Linked DNA regions of Xenopus tropicalis: region 1 is linked to region 2. The links are chromatin contacts, called in public Hi-C maps. All regions are on one chromosome and are shown on one strand. Each heading gives the region's core, a stretch centred on a gene start, on an enhancer-like site or on the middle of the called end of the contact. The rest is flanking DNA. Distances are from core to core; before and after follow the strand shown. Region 1 holds the start of fzd7 (frizzled class receptor 7). Region 2 has its middle 60 kb from the start of fzd7.

Region 1 (2,700 bases), core at 184-2,683, 60 kb after region 2:
TCTTTAGAGTATCAATATACCCTAAAAGTAAGCATACACAACTTTTCAACATAAATTCAGAAAGAAACAGTGTCATGTACCTGTAAAATACATATAATTACGTTTTTTTTTTTTTTTTTTTTTTTAAAACACAGGGTGTTAACATATTTATTACTGTTAGGCTCAATCCTAATATTTCAAAGACCAGACCTGACTTATTAGAAACCCTCTAGGGAAAAAGAGAATGGAAAGGGGGTGAGGGGAAAGAGGGAAAGGAGGCTGACAAAAACAAGAGAAGGCAATAAAGACAGATTGTGAGTTTTAACGGGGCTGATGAAATTATATAGGCAATTATACTTGGAACCTGGGGTAAAAAATCATTTAAACATTAAATAAACCCAATAAGATGGTTTTGCCACCAATAGATTCATTCAGCTTAGTTAGGATTAAGCACTCTGTTTTATCATTACAGAGAAAAATTAATTATTTGCTTATAACGGACTCTATGGAAAATGGCCTTCTGGTAGTTTGGAGCATTCTGGGTAATGGGTTTCCAGATAAGAAATCCCATACCTGTACTAGTAATATTGTTTTACTGTTCTGAAACTGGTTTTCATCCAGCACATTTCTCCCATGTTTGAGTGTGTAGAAAAGCATTAGCAGTATTTTACATAGGCAGAGCCTGACACCATCATAAAAAGAAGGCTAACCCACACTTTCACATTTACAAGCTCATTAGCTCCATTTACTGTCACCTAATTTTAGTAGCTGTACAGGCAGGGGGTGATAACATTCCACCTCTAACTCTGACTTCTAACTATTAAAATGTGCTCAACCCTTGCTATAAACAAAGCACTGAGAGAATAATGCATTAAAATAGCCTCTATTCATTGTGCAATTTCACAACAGACATAAATAAATGTTTTACATTTTTTAGATAGCTATTGATTAGATAGATATTAGATAGACATATATAGAAGAGAGGGGGTGAAAAGTGGCTCAGTCCTGGTCTCATCGTTTTCAAGTAAATAAAAGTCTAAATGAAATGCTAACTTGCTTTCTGCATTAGGACTTTTCCCTCTCACACACTTTCAGTCCCACAGTTTCACTACAAACCAGAACCTCGCCCTTCCCCCATATATCGCCCCTCGCTTTGTTCGGATTCCAGCACCCCCCACCCATCCCTGGTCTTTTCCTTCAAGCCAGGCAAAAGCCCAGCCAATCGAGAAACAAGCCCTAAGGCAAAACAAAGCCTCTCATTGGCCCGTGGTCAGCCGCCCAAGCCACGCCCCTTCTTTTTGCTCGGCCAAGGTTTGTGAATGGGGGGTCCAAAGAAGGGACTTGGATAATGGGCGGGCCTGCGGAGTTTAACACAAAACCCGCCCTTTCTGTTGATAACCCTCTTAAAAGGAGAGCGTTGTGGATTGGGAACAGTTTATGATAGGCTGTGGAGGTGGGAAAGTACGTTGAAGTTTCAGAGGAATAAGCGAAAGTTCCTCGGATTGTGCATGTAAGAGCGTGAATACGGAGGCGCGTAAGGAATCGGTGCGCTGAGCTGCTCTCTGTATCCCGAGTTAGAGAAGGAGCGGACTCGTACGGAGAAGGAGCGGACTCGTACGGAGAAGGAGCGGACTCGTACGGAGAAGGAGCGGACTCGTACAGAGAAGGAGCGGAGAAGTTCCGAAAGAGGAGAATTAGCTGGTTTGGCCTCACTCTCCAGCCCCCCCTGCTGTCTGCAGAGCCCCGCGAATCATCACCTGTTGCCGCCCGGGTCCCGGCATGTTCGCTACGGTCTCCCTGCTGTTCTGCCTACTCCTGCAGCCCTCCCCATCTGCCCAGCAGTACCACGGAGAAAAGGGCATCTCCGTGCCCGACCATGGATTCTGCCAGCCCATTTCCATACCTCTATGCACGGACATCGCATACAATCAGACCATCATGCCCAATCTGCTCGGACACACCAACCAGGAGGACGCGGGGCTGGAGGTGCACCAGTTCTATCCGCTGGTGAAAGTGCAGTGTTCCCCGGAGCTGCGCTTCTTCTTGTGCTCCATGTACGCCCCGGTGTGCACCGTGCTGGAGCAGGCCATTCCCCCCTGCCGGTCCCTGTGCGAGAGAGCCAGGCAGGGCTGCGAGGCGCTCATGAACAAGTTCGGCTTCCAGTGGCCGGAGCGGCTGCGCTGTGAGAATTTCCCGGTACACGGAGCGGGGGAGATCTGCGTGGGGCAGAACACTTCGGATAACAGTCCGTCCGGCCCCACCGCCCGGCCCACCCCTTACCTGCCGGACAGTATCACCTTCCACCCTCACCCCAACCGGGACTTCACCTGCCCGCGGCAGCTCAAGGTGCCCCCCTACCTGGGCTACCGCTTTCTGGGCGAGAAGGACTGCGGCGCCCCCTGCGAGCCGGGCAAGGCCAATGGGCTCATGTACTTTAAGGAGGAAGAAGTGCGCTTCGCCCGGCTGTGGGTGGGCATCTGGGCCATCCTGTGCGGCATCTCCACACTCTTCACCGTGCTCACCTACCTGGTGGATATGCGGCGTTTCAGCTACCCCGAGCGGCCCATCATCTTCCTGTCCGGCTGCTACTTCATGGTGGCCGTGGCTTACACCGCGGGGTTCCTGCTGGAGGAGCGGGGGGTGTGCGTGGAGCGCTTCTCGGAGGACAGTTACCGGACTGTGGCGCAGGGCACCAAGAAGGAGGGCTGCACCATCCTCTTC
Region 2 (2,700 bases), core at 179-2,678:
AAGAGTAAAGTGAGGAGGTGTACTTTCAGAAGGTCCAGAGGTTCCACTGGCAGCTACAGATATTATTATTTTTAGGTATTTATAAAGCACCAACATATTCCACATCTCTGTACATTAAATGGGTGTAAACATTAAACACACAAAATCAAACAATAACCTATACAAGAGGTAGAGAGGGCCCTGCCCAAAAAGCCTTACACTCTAGAAGTTATATATTGCAATTGTGGAAATGGAACATGCCTGAGTCTGAATCTTATGTACTCAAAACTACATACATGTAATGTGATTTTTAAGACAGCTATTTAGAATGATTTGCATTTTAGTTCCTTTTTCAAGCTTAAGAAACAAAAACATTCCGAAAGCTTGCTGTGATTATCGTAAGGTGGCCATACATAGGCCAATTGTAGCTGCTCATATCGGTCACTGTAGGGGTAGCAATGACGGGCCTAGCCGACTGAAATTGCCCAGATATCAATCGGGCAGGTTAAAAAATTTAGTCAGATCGGGGACCGCATCGGCTCGTTTATGCAGTCCCTGAACCCACTGTGCCCATTGCCTTCTTTACAATTCGATCGTTTGGCCCTGGGGCCCCAAACGATCGAATTAGCCTTAATTTGCCCGGTATCGTCCACCTGTAGGTGGGGATATCAGGAGAAGATCCGCTCGCTTGGCGACCAATAAATTTATCCCACTTTTGTAATTTTTTTTCTTAATTTCAAAGGGTTACCCCGTAACATTAATAGAAATTGCGCTCTTCCTTTTTTGGGTGATTGCATCTGGAACACTCATACAATACACAGTAATTAAATCAACTAAAGGGATTATTATTTCACTTTATATATGATCTTTAATCTTCCGACAAACTTGGAGTTTATGGTGATAATGATGCAAATGCATTTTTAGAAATCAATTCAGTTATTGTTACCCAGTAATAATAATGTTGCTGTATGCTCCTATAACTAAATATATGATACAACTGATCCTCTATCACTTAGTAATATATTTGGGAATTTTTATATGACTAAATTTAAACCATCTCTTTAGTTATTGTTCTTATTTATTTAAATTTATTATGTTAGTAGTTGTTAAGGAGGATAGGTCCACTATTTATTTACATAAAGTCATTCACGCTGGATGGATAGATAGATAGATAGATAGATAGATAGATAGATGATAGATAATTTTGTGATACTTATATTTTCCTGTTCTTATGTATTATTAGCACTTCCTGTGTGAGATATATAGATGGTACTGTCATTTTCTGCCCACTATTCCCTGGTGGTATCTGGTTAGCATATGTTTGCAACAGTCAATGCAGCTTAGAGGGTCATTCCATTAGAATAGAATGCTTGTGCTGCATCACAATGCTTGTTTTTCAAGGTTTATGGAGAGGGGCAGGGGGTTGCCTTGCACACACCATGGCCCATAGAGAACTGTTTGTGCACTGTAGGAAAGACTTTCGGCTGAGAATGGCCTTGGGGCCTGCCTTCCCTGGGAAATCTTTGCAGTGTGAAATAAGAACCAGCCAGCTGATCACAGGGTGCCAGATAACCTTGCATAACCCCATCCAAATTCCATGCCATAGCAAATCTGTCAATCTGCTCATTCATTTGCTAATTGCCACCAAAACCTCCTGAACTTCTAATTATTTTCCATAGCATCCTTAGTCTTTTGTATAATTGTTTTGTGTATTTAAATTTGACTTCTTATTTTATTAAATACTAGTAAAACCTAAACTGTTCCTGTGTTTGCATTTTCTAACATTGTTTTGTCATAGAGAAATACAGTTTAAGGATAATAAACATATAATTAAAAAAAGATTCTTAGTTGAAACAAAATATCTGAAGAGACAGATTCCATTGCAAATTAGTACAACTGTTATAAATAATGTACTGCTTAAGGTAAATTATAAGTACAGTCAAAGTCTCCAACCTTTTCGTCTACATTTATAATATACTGTTATGTTGTGGTTACATTGACCTGTACTGCACACAAATAATGAGTAATGTTTTCCAACATGGAAAGTAGCACAGGTTTGTGGAATGAAAAGAATCACAGCAATCTTTGTAAAACTACTTAAAAGTATGTGTCCTCTCATGTGTTGTTGCACTAGGTCTAGACTAAAGGTGGCCAAACACGGTAAGATTTGCTTGTTTGGCAAGGTTGCCAAATGAACAAATCTTTCCCCTGATATTGCCAGCTTGGGTGAGCGATATTGTACATTGAAAAAAAGGGGAATAGGAAGTGAGGAACTTATCAATGAGCCGATGCGATCCCCGATCCAACAAGAAATCAAGCCTGTCCAATCCACATCAGGTCAATTTTTGGCCAGGTATAAACTGGGAAAGCTTGTTGGAGGGCCACATACACAGGCAGATTAGCCGCCAAGGCAATCTTAAAGACCTGAATCGGCAGCTGAAATCTGCCCCTGTATGGCCACCTTTATTCTGAAAATGTAAATATACAGCCAGTTAAGTGCAGTTATGATTCAATCCATTTACTGAAAAACAGGAGCTTTGGTCACTTCAGCCACACACATTAATGCATAATTAATAGGTATTATAGTTTACAAATATTCTATTTACAAATAATAGAACGAAGAACCAACAAAACTAGACTAAGGCCTGTTGGGCAAGTTTTGGGGTGAATGCATGAATATTTATTTGTCTAAATATTCATGGAAGCCCAGCATAAAGCTCA

Evidence for each region. A called contact is a pair of places that touch in the nucleus more often than the background predicts.
Region 1: a Hi-C map of neurula embryo shows a contact between it and region 2, with 2.1 times the contacts expected there. The contact joins the promoter of fzd7 here to the enhancer-like site in region 2. A contact is called at or near these places in 2 of 5 Hi-C or Micro-C datasets (gastrula embryo and neurula embryo).

Annotation. Positions count from the first base shown.
Region 1 is chr9:52,208,355-52,211,054 of UCB_Xtro_10.0, forward strand. fzd7 (frizzled class receptor 7) reads left to right here and starts at 1,434. Exons shown (of 1, transcript NM_001016741.2): 1 at 1,434-2,700. The coding sequence starts at 1,759.
Region 2 is chr9:52,148,858-52,151,557 of UCB_Xtro_10.0, forward strand. No RefSeq gene overlaps it. Among named protein-coding and RNA genes, the nearest start is that of fzd7, 60 kb to the right of the region's middle. Within about 2 kb of position 1,429, at least 3 of the 11 cell types and tissues checked have an H3K27ac peak or open chromatin away from gene starts, as enhancers often do. A contact at or near this core is called in neurula embryo, where this site is marked.